3 separate regions of the Mus musculus genome follow, and regions 2 and 3 are each linked to region 1. Evidence: chromatin contacts called from public ChIA-PET and HiChIP or PLAC-seq data. All regions are on one chromosome and are shown on one strand. The core of a region is the stretch at or near the end of the contact, and the rest is flanking DNA. Distances in the headings are between cores, read along the strand shown.

What was found. ChIA-PET counts read pairs in DNA pulled down with a chosen protein or histone mark. HiChIP or PLAC-seq counts read pairs in DNA pulled down with a chosen protein or histone mark.
Region 2: a contact with region 1 is called in an H3K4me3 HiChIP or PLAC-seq map of the 230-238 cell line, with 23 read pairs. The contact joins the promoter of Trim59 here to the promoter of Il12a in region 1. A contact is called at or near these places in 5 of 39 promoter capture datasets (the 3T3-L1 cell line, the C10 cell line, the HPC-7 cell line and 2 more), 1 of 484 Hi-C or Micro-C datasets (B cells), 5 of 115 datasets of contacts at active chromatin or transcription factors (the 230-238 cell line, large pre-B cells, pro-B cells and 1 more) and 2 of 9 other capture datasets (adipose tissue and embryonic stem cells).
Region 3: a contact with region 1 is called in an RNA polymerase II ChIA-PET map of memory CD8 T cells, with 298 read pairs. The contact joins the enhancer-like site here to the promoter of Il12a in region 1. A contact is called at or near these places in 4 of 39 promoter capture datasets (the 3T3-L1 cell line, the C10 cell line and the HPC-7 cell line) and 3 of 115 datasets of contacts at active chromatin or transcription factors (the 230-238 cell line and memory CD8 T cells).

What each region holds. Positions count from the first base shown.
Region 1 is chr3:68,689,767-68,693,125 of GRCm38.p6, forward strand. Il12a (interleukin 12a) reads left to right here and starts at 1,658. Exons shown (of 7, transcript NM_008351.3): 1 at 1,658-1,800; 2 at 2,257-2,390. The coding sequence starts at 1,785.
Region 2 is chr3:69,043,041-69,046,399 of GRCm38.p6, forward strand. Trim59 (tripartite motif-containing 59) reads right to left here and starts at 1,702. Exons shown (of 3, transcript NM_025863.3): 1 at 1,573-1,702; 2 at 728-802.
Region 3 is chr3:68,972,633-68,975,991 of GRCm38.p6, forward strand. All of the region lies in intron 5 of Ift80 (intraflagellar transport 80), which reads right to left. Among named protein-coding and RNA genes, the nearest start is that of Ift80, 30 kb to the right of the region's middle. Within about 2 kb of position 1,884, at least 37 of the 459 cell types and tissues checked have an H3K27ac peak or open chromatin away from gene starts, as enhancers often do. A contact at or near this core is called in memory CD8 T cells, where this site is marked.

The DNA.
Region 1 (3,359 bases), core at 408-2,907:
CTCATGACAGAAGTGAGGGAAGGATCGTTGGAGAAGGCCTGAGGGACAAATATGATCAAAATACATTGTAGCTTGTGTGAATTCTACAAGAATTTTTTTAAAGTTGTATTTTAAATGCATGGGTTAGGGACTGTGTCTGGTGGCCAAGAATGTACACTGAACAGAGGCTCTGGACTCACCTGGATGGCAGGAACTACCTTTTTGTAAGAGTTTGCCCTCTAGGAAAGGAACAGCTCCCTTAAATGAGCTTCATTGTAACCTCCTGGGCAAGCACAGCTCTACATAAACTATTACGACATCAGTAATTCTAATCATCCATTGTCCCTTGTCCCCAGTTCACAGCCACAGGGACCTCACTGATCAGAGCTGCTATGGTGTCCTTCTTATTGGCTTGGCTTCGCCCTTTTCAACAGAGGTCCACCCTGCTGAGTAAGTGCTCACTGATCTCTTCTGTCCAGGCTTTAGTGGACTTCAGAAGGAAGAGGCACCGGCTCTTCTCTCCCGTGCTCCCAAAGGCTTGTGGTTATGGAGATGGTTGCCTCAATAGGAGGTGGGCTCTGACAGCTGGATGGGTCTGGGGGAAGCCAGACACATGGCAGGCTCCAAGTCAATGACCAAGCAGGGCCTCCTCTCTCTGCACACCCAGTGAGGCTGTCTTGGGGTAGAAAGGAGTTAAGTTCCAAGGAATCTCCTACCCCAAACCTCCAAATTACAGCTTGTCATTGCAAGCTTCGAACTCTCACACTTTCTTTGCAGGAGCTGGGACTACGCTCAATCAGCCTGGGGAGTTATCAGGTGTTAGCCTGTTACCCCACTGGGAATCCCTTCAGCCACCTTTGTTCTCCATCTTGAATGGAGCCATGGGTTGGCCATATCCTGCCACCTACTCCCTTGGATCTGAGCTGGACCCTTGCATCTGGCGTCTACACTGCTGCTGAAATCTTCTCACCGTGCACATCCAAGGATATCTCTATGGTAAAAGTCCAGAAAGGCTAAAGATGTTGTCCACAATCTCTCGGCAATGACCAGATATATCCCCACCAGTATCACAACTTGCAACGCGCTCCGTTCCCATCTGCCCTCTGCCTCCCTACTGTGTTGATTCCCATTTCCAAAACTAGCTCAGAATGCATCCCACTGGCAGCCAGGCAATGCCTTCTTGCAGATCTGGAGGCTTCAGGAGCCTTTGCTGCCTCTTAGGCTCCTGCAGAGAGATGGCCTTGCTCTCTCTGGGCCCTTTTCCCCCAAGATGCTGTGCAGTCGTCTCACTAAATCAAAACTGCCAGAACTGAGTTTTAAGCGATATATAGCCACCACATCTATTTTGTTCCTTTATACTTTCAAAGTAGGACAGATTCGCAAAATACATTGAGTCAGACTCAGTGTCCACGATGGAGAGACGAGTGGGTAGCTTGTGCTTCTTTAGAAGGGGCACTGGGCAGCGTGTTAGGGCTAGGGGGTAGTGGGGCAGGACAGACCTGTCCCGGGACAAGAGTGGCTACTCGCAGGCCGGTTTTGCTTTCGCTCTGAGTGTGGTGGGCGGTGGGACGGTCCCGAATCTCCTCAAACGGGCACTCCGAGAGTTAATTCGAAAGCGCCACCAGCCTTGGGGGCGATCGACGCACTTGTCCTTGAGATGTAGAGACAGAGAGAGAAAGCAAGAGACACAGTCCTGGGAAAGTCCTGCCGGCTATCCAGACAATTATAAAAATGTGTCTCCCAAGGTCAGCGTTCCAACAGCCTCACCCTCGGCATCCAGCAGCTCCTCTCAGTGCCGGTCCAGCATGTGTCAATCACGCTGTAAGTACCTGAGGGCCGGGACCAGGGTGACTTGATGAGAGGAGAAGGCTTGAGAAAGAACAGACAGAAGCCCTGGACCCATTAAGGGAGACTAAAGGGCTGCCAGCAACTGCAGGCCAAGGGAAGGAAGAGGGGAAAGATGGTCGTGCTAGATTGCGCTGCACCGAGCATGGTCTCATTATAGAACAACCCTGGGGGCTACGGCTATGCCCGTTTCACAGAAGAGAACTAAAGCCCAGCCTTGAAACCAATGTAAGGAAAATGCAGGTCTCAGGCAGTCCCCAAACAAGATCTGGGAGGTCTTGCTTCATCTGTCAGCCCCGGGGAAGGGCTTAAATTATGTGTGGAGGGAGGTCAGTACCCAGAATGGATGGAAAAAATTGCCAGAATGGCTGAAGAAAGAGGCAGGTCAAAACCAAGTTGACAAGCTCCACCTGCCCTTTGTTTCCCTTCCAGACCTCCTCTTTTTGGCCACCCTTGCCCTCCTAAACCACCTCAGTTTGGCCAGGGTCATTCCAGTCTCTGGACCTGCCAGGTGTCTTAGCCAGTCCCGAAACCTGCTGAAGACCACAGATGACATGGTGAAGACGGTGAGTTTCTCCTGTCCTTCTGGCTTCAAAGTTCCGCTGTTGACATGACTTCTAACCTATCTGGTATCTGCTGGGAAGTTTATGGTATCTGGCAGGAACCGTAGAGGGTTTCAAGACTTCTAAATATAATCTAAAGGAAACTGTGTCTCTAGAGAAAGGAAGAATGGTAATAAATTGTAACGGCATCGGTTTAGGCTGTGTCTACACAGAGGAAAGTGGGGACTTGCAATGTCCCTCCCAGCCTGCCTGCCTGTGTGACACAGTGTCAGGTGCTCCCTGCTTCTGCTTCAGGGCAGGTGGAACAGGGAGACAGTCTCTAGGTACACTCTCTGTGCTTCACAAGCCATAGAGATGAATTAGATTGTCTCTCCCCCTGCTCACCAGTGTCCAGCACTGTGATGCAGTCCCTTGTCGGATGGACACATGTCAGGGAGGACTCAGACATCAGATAGCAAGCAGGTCCAGCCTCCAGTTTTCTGGGGCAAGTGTGATCCAGTTTTAGTCACGGCTCCACTCATTTTTCTCAGGTTTCATGTTTGAATGCAAAATAGCCTTTTCCGTTGTAAAATTGCCACGGTTTCCTCTCGCTTTGGGGACAAAGCTACAGCAAAATGCTAATGTGTTTGAGATATCCTGCAGCTGCTAGGGCTGGAGATCCAGTAGAATTCTGGCTTAATTATGAATGGGTCTCCCGGGTTCTATCCCCCAACAGAGCGTGCGTTCATAAGCACCTGGGAACAGAGGAGGGAAGGAGGGAAACTCTGTCTTCCTGTTTTGTTTTTAAATCTTTCTTGAGGATCTTCTAGCTTGTTGTCTTATGGCTATCCCAACATAAGCTCCGCTCCACAAGCCCTTCTTGGTGAATTTTCTTTCTTTCCTTCCCGTCTTGCATAACGTGCTGCTGGCTGTTCCTCCAAGCTCAGTCTTAATTGAGTGGGGTTCCCAGGAGGGAGAGATGGCTCTGTGGTT
Region 2 (3,359 bases), core at 452-2,951, 350 kb after region 1:
AGTGTGCATGTGAAGACTAATGTGAAAACAGTGTGTCTACCAATATACATAAAACACAGTATTCAAAAAATAGTTTTTCAAAGTGAAAATATATTTGATGGAAAACATTCAGCAACATATTTGCAATGTCAGTATATATATATTACCCAAAGTCAAAATTTTACTTTTTACCAGGTTAAAATACAGGACCTTGGCTCACTAAAAATGTAGATCAATGTGTAATACTGGGCAAAAAGGAATAAAGGTAGCTTGAATAATAAATGCAGCGTGCAAACGTGTAAGGCAATACCATTTTGTGTGCATGACTTAAGACGTCCACACATGCTTATAAAATGTCTGTTAGATAAAAGTGAAAATCTTTTAGCCAGGCAGTGATGGCTTTGGCTCCAGCACTTGGGAGGCAGAGGAATCTCTGAGTTAAAGACCATCCTGGTCAACAGAGCAATTATCCAGGACAGCCAGGGCTACACAGAGAAACCATGGTTTTTTGTTTTTTGGTTTTTTTTTTTTTTTTGGGGGGGGGGGGAGAATCAAACAAAAAACTGAATACCTTTTAGATTAGGTCATTTCTCACTTTATGCTTCCTCCATAAGATGGTTAAAATTTTATACACTTCCAATATACATCTTTTTTTCAAGAGATTTTTCAATCTTTCATCATAGCCCAGGAATCACACACTCTAATATCCTGATGTTTCTTCGTATCCAGTTAACTTCCCAGAGCTTACCTGGTCTGTCAATCTCCTGATCTGGACACTGGGTGTACTTTATCTTCTCCAACTTTTCCAGGATCCTTTGTTATTCTAAAAGTAAAACAATTTAATGTTTCAGATTTTGCCTGCAGTAAATATTTCATCTTTAAAGTCCCAACCATTTCCACACAAAGGACTTTTTACAACATAACGAATCTCTGACTCTGGACAAGATTAACCAATGATGGGAACTAAACACTCATAGTTTGGTTTGGTGGGTTTTTTGAGACTAATTTTGTAGTCCTCACTGACGACCTGGAACGCACAGGAGAGCTTGCTGCCTCTGTCTGCCCCCATGCTGGGGTTACAGGCGTGCACGTTCATGCCCCGCTTCAAAGTTTTATTTAAACTCAGCAAGACGACTAGAAATATCCTCGCGCGTAGATATCCCCAGCTCGAAACTACGTTAAATTATTCCCATCAACACATTGGGTGGTCTCCGAAACGCTGCAGGCCTCAGTTTTACCTATGAAGGTTCACATCTGTACAATGGGCATAAGTCCTACGTGAACTCCAAACAAAGAAGTGGCTCAAAGATGGCAGTCACACCCTCTTGTCCAGGATGCCCAGGGCTCACTCGCCCCGCGCGGTGCTGCGGGATCTGCTAGGCTCACCTACCGGCCCTTACGACCTCAATCCCGCCGGTAGCTCGGAGCGCCGCTGCTCCACCCGCGAGCGCGCGAAGCGAGGAGAGGCGAGCGCACGCCCTCCGGAGCCCAGCCCGCCTCCCCATCCTCAAGTCGGCGGCGAACGCACCGGGGCCGCGGGCGCTCGAGAAAGAGGGGCAGCGAGCCGCCTCCCCGGCGGAGCCGCGTACTCACCGCGAGGCGGGCGAGGCGGGCGAGGCGGGCGAGGCGGGCGAGGCGGGCGAGGCGGGCGACGGCGCGCACGGCGAGGGCTCCCGGGCAGCCTGGTGCGGACACTGCGAGGCGCTCGCCCGAGTCTTCAGGTGCCCGGCGGGGGCGGGGCCGGCGGCGCCGCAGCGACTTTCAACCGCGCCGCCTCCGCCAATGAGAGAGCGCGGGCGGCCTTTGAACACCAACGGCCGAGGGCCAGGCGCCTGCGCACTAGCGCGCGGCGCGGAAAGCGCACGGGCGGCAGGGGTCGCGCCTTGGGGGGGAAGGGCTGGCGCCAGGACCTCGCGAGGGCGGGGATGCGCGGGTGACCCGGCGGCTTCTGGAGGCGGCTGGCTGAGGGACTGCTTATTACTTAGGACCACGCCCGCACGGGATGGTTCTGGAGCTGGCGGCGCGCAGGCTTCTTCCATTGTTACCTCACAGGTTCCTTGTTCAGTCACCGGCTGGAGGGCTCGGCGCGCTCGCCCGCCCCCGTGAGGCTCCGGTCCTCCAACTTAGGCGCGCCTAAGCCTTCATCTGTGTCCTCCCTGTCCTCTCTAACACGCTGGGTCAGAAAACACAGTAGTGGCTTTTCACTTTCTCGGAGAAACGCCATTCCAGAGCTCAGACCGCTCTCCGCTCCCGGCCGGTGTGAGCTACAGAGCAGATTCCAAGTCAGCCTAAGACTCACAGCAAGACTTGACCTCGGAGACAAGATGGAAAGAGGGGGCGTAGAGGAAGGAAAATGGATTGTGCCTTCAAGGAGTGTGCTTTACAGGTCCATAGAGTGCCCGACCCTGCCAGAAAGTTCTGTAACCAAACATGGGGAAGGGGCAGAGAAGAGGAGCCTTAGCACTAAGGCAGCTCCACGCTGACCGGCAGCGCTACTCAGGATTTATGAACTGTTATTCATGCGCTCTATAGATGATAGTGTTGGTCTGGAAAAGAAAGACTAGAAATTACAATTCAAATACAGGCACCAAAGCGTAAAAGTCGTAAACCTAAAAACCTCATGTGTTGGGGCGTCAGCCTTCGAAAACTTTGGGCTGAAAAAAAAAAATCAGCTGCTTTGGGTGTCTTCCATTACGATATACACACTCCCAATACTCCCTTTGTGATAGAGTATTGAGAAACGGGATAAAGGATGGGAAATACGTGGTTTTGTTACAGGTATAATATCGGAAAGATGATGAACAGAAATGTGACTTCTGAGCTGGGGGTGTAGCTCAGTTCCAGTGCTCGCCTGGCGTGTTCAGTTCCCACCATGGAAAAGCCAAACCGCTGAGCGCACATTAACATCTTCTTGGCGCTCCTCAGACTCCTTGCTTGAAAACTTTTTGTCTTGAGCTTTGAAACAGAAAGTCAGCGCTGGCTGTTCTTCCAGAAGACCCACACAGCAGCTCACAACTGTTGCACGGGAATCTGATGCTCTCTTCTAGCCTCCCAGATCACTAAGCAAGGATGTGATGTACGCATGCATGCACGTTACAAACCACACATTAAAGAAATAGATAAACGGGGTTTTATTTGTTTTTAACTGACCAGAGGTAACAGCAGTTAAGAGCACTTACTATTCTCAAATTCAGTTCCCAGCATGACTGTGGACCCCTCACAACTGCCTGTAACTCCCGCTCCAGGGGATCTAAGCTCACTCTTGACTGGCTCTGCAGACACACACAGATGGCATATACTTACACTGACAATCACTCGTACACATAAAAAATAAAAATAAAAACAGTAGAAGCTTGTATACTGTCTTAGATAAGAACAAT
Region 3 (3,359 bases), core at 634-3,133, 280 kb after region 1:
CCCTTGGTCCTGTGAAGGCTCGATGCCCCAGTGTAGGGGAATGCCAAGCTGGAGAAGCAGGAGTAGGTGAGTGAGTGGGGGAACACCCTTAAAGAAGCAGGGGGAGGGGATGGGGATAGGGGGTTGTCAGAGGAGAAACCAGGAAAGGGGATAACATCTAAAATGTAAATAAAGAAAATATATAATAAAAAATTAAAAAAAAAAAAAGGACAAAAGCCAAGACAAAATTAGAGAAGAGGAGATAGGAAGACGGTAAGGGCCAGAGGATCAGGACACCTAATGGACAATACTGTCTTCTAGACATGACTGCAGCCATGAAGTCTAAACAGTATGGTAGTCTACACCTGTATACCAACCAGTCCACATGCCAATGTGGATGAGGAAAAATTTCATCACATCCTACCCCTAAATGAAGAGCTACAAGACGGGCAATGGCTGTTGAGAGGAAAAATACATTTTCTGCAGAAAGGAGCCTCTGATAGTTATGCAGTCTGGAGTGATTGGCATATAAGCAATCCTAAAGGAACTCAGTAGGCTGTGTACAAACACAACAGTACATTTTGTATACACACAGCAACAACAACATCACACATGAAGGCGATATATGCCTTTATTACCAGGACTCTGAAGTTACAGGCAGGCAGATCTCTGTGAGTTCAAGGCCAGCTGGATCTACATATTGAGTTTGATATCAGCCAATGGTGTACAGTGAGACACTGTTAGAAACAAAACGTAAAAAACAAAACTAAGAATAATTACAGAACAGGTCATGACTTCAAAGGAGGGGGTGTGGGAGGAGTAGGGGAGGGTAGATGATCAGGGAAGAAATGAAGCAAATGTACTATACTCATGTATAAAATTCTCAAAACATTTAAATTAAAACAAAGAATGTAGTTAGGATTATAGAAAACTAGTATGTGCTTTCTAATTTCCATTATTATACTTATATTTTGTGCAAAGGGGAAATTAATATATTTTAATTTATAAATTATCATACACTCACAACTGTCAGTAAGAGTATACTTTGCTGAGTTGTAGACAGAAATAATTCTGTAGTGCCAGCTCCCATTGAGTTGCACAGGATGTGACTCTGGGCCTTTAGCTGTGCTGTAGGATGTGGACCTGGGATGTGTTCACCCTCCTCCTCCCTTGGCTTTTGAGCTGAGGGCCTCTTAAGGTGGCTGTATCACCATTTCCTTGTTTACAGACCTCCCTTCCGAATACTCACCCACCATGTGAGGACAGGGAGACAATTTATTTCCTGCCTGTACAGTTTTTTAAATAGTAATAGTGTTTCAGAAAGGTGATTTAGAGAATAAAACAAAGCAAGCTGAGAAAGTGAAACATGGGGGCTGGAGAGATGGCTCAGTGGTTAAGAGCACTGACTGCTCTTCCAGAGGTCCTGAGTTCAAATCCCAGCAACCACATGGTGGCTCACAACCATCATCAGCAATGGGGTCCGATGCACTCTTCCGGTGTGTGTCTGAAGACAACTACAGTGTACTCATATAAAAAAAATGAATAAATAAACAAATCTTTAAAAAAAAAAAAAGAAAGTGAAACATGTAGTTTCTTTGTTACAAACAAGCCTTTAAGCCACATTCCTTCAAGCAGACATTAGCTAAGGTGTGGGTGCTTTGGATAGACAGCATTTATTAAGGCAGATGAACAGCTTTACAGAGAAAATGATTCATGATAAGTCTCTCTTACTAGCATTTGAGACAAATTCATAATATTAAACCACTGTTAAAAACATACATATTAAAGCATGAGTTAGCCAGGTGTGGTAGTGCCTGTGTGTGAGCTAAACACTTAAGAGTGTAGCAAGGGTCTGTTCCAAGTTCAAGGCCAGCCAGGGCTCTCTATCAAGACGCTGTCACAAAACAAACAAGTAAAGCACTATCCATGCTGTATTTCAGTTTGCAGAGTAGAACAAGAATACAGTTAGGCTGCAGATGGAGTTATTTTAAAATAAGAATTTAGTAAAGTATGTAACAAGATGTTATTAATTTTATCATTAACAAAAATAGAAATACATAATCATTTTGTAATAAATTCTGGCTTTTTGTTAAGGAAATTTTTATGCTCCATTTCAGTTAAAACATTCACGAGCTTGTTTTTCTGACTTAGTACACTAAAGTCATGTGATCTTTTTGACATTTTTTAAGAAACCACATGCACCTGGGTTGTGTTAAATGTCAGACCCTTATCTCTCTGTAAAACAAATTATCTAAATTCTTTCAACCCTTGAAAGCATTTTAAACCACAGAGGAGTTGAGAAAATGTATTTCCATTGTTTTAAGGAAGTACCTGGTCAAACGTACCATGTTTTTCACATTCATACCATAACAGTATCCCCTAAAAGTGTTGTTTTTCTGTTACTAAAAGATGTATTAGAAACAAAATACTCGCTAATGTGATACAGTGGCTGTCTTTGCCTAGATTTTAATATGGATTTACAGAGTGGATGGAAATACGTAAAATGGAGCCTAGCACTAACTGAACAGTCCCTGTTTACCAGTGCACTAGCAAAGGCTTTGTAAACTGTCAACATTCGCTTCTTTGCTGTTCATAGTAGAAAGCACTCAAGAACTAATTTGCCAGCTAAGCAACAGTGGCCTACACCTGTAATCCCAGCACGCACGGCCTTCAGACAAGCGGGTCACTCTGCAAGATCCTGTCAAAACAATCACATTTCCACTCATCTGGATGTGCAACTTGGTTTTTATGGGGGTCTCAAACAACTGGAACCAGGTGGGGGGAGGGGGTTTGCTATGCCAAAAGCTGTTGCCTGTATGTGGGATATGTTCTTCTAGATGGGCTGCCTTGTCTGGCCTCAGTGGGAAAGGAAGTGCTGAGCCTCACAGAGACTTAAAATGCCAGGATGGGGGGATACCTAGCCCCCCACCCCCACCCCGCCCCAGCTCAGAGAAGGGAAGGGGGCAAGAAATGTGTGAGGGGTGACCAGGAGGGGGCAGTAAGCAGAATGTAAAGTGAGTAAATTTAAAAAAAAAAACCTAAATTAAATTAAAAACAAACCACATTTTGCTTTCACTCTACTTGCAAAAGACAGATAATCAAGTGGGCCTCATTCCAGCAAAGCAACTCACTTATATGTGTCACTGGGTCAAGATAAAAAACAAAACAAAAACTTAAATAACAGCATTTGTTTCCTCAGGTTCTACCTCCCCACTTCCATATGACTTCATCTTTACCTATGTAACCACTCCCAAGTTAAATTTTAGCCTTTATTTCTGATCTTCAACACATTTCCATTTCCCCCAAAGATACCTAAAAACTCAAACTCTATATTGCTCCACCAGAATCTCTTATTCCTCTGGCCCTCTATCTCTTACAGG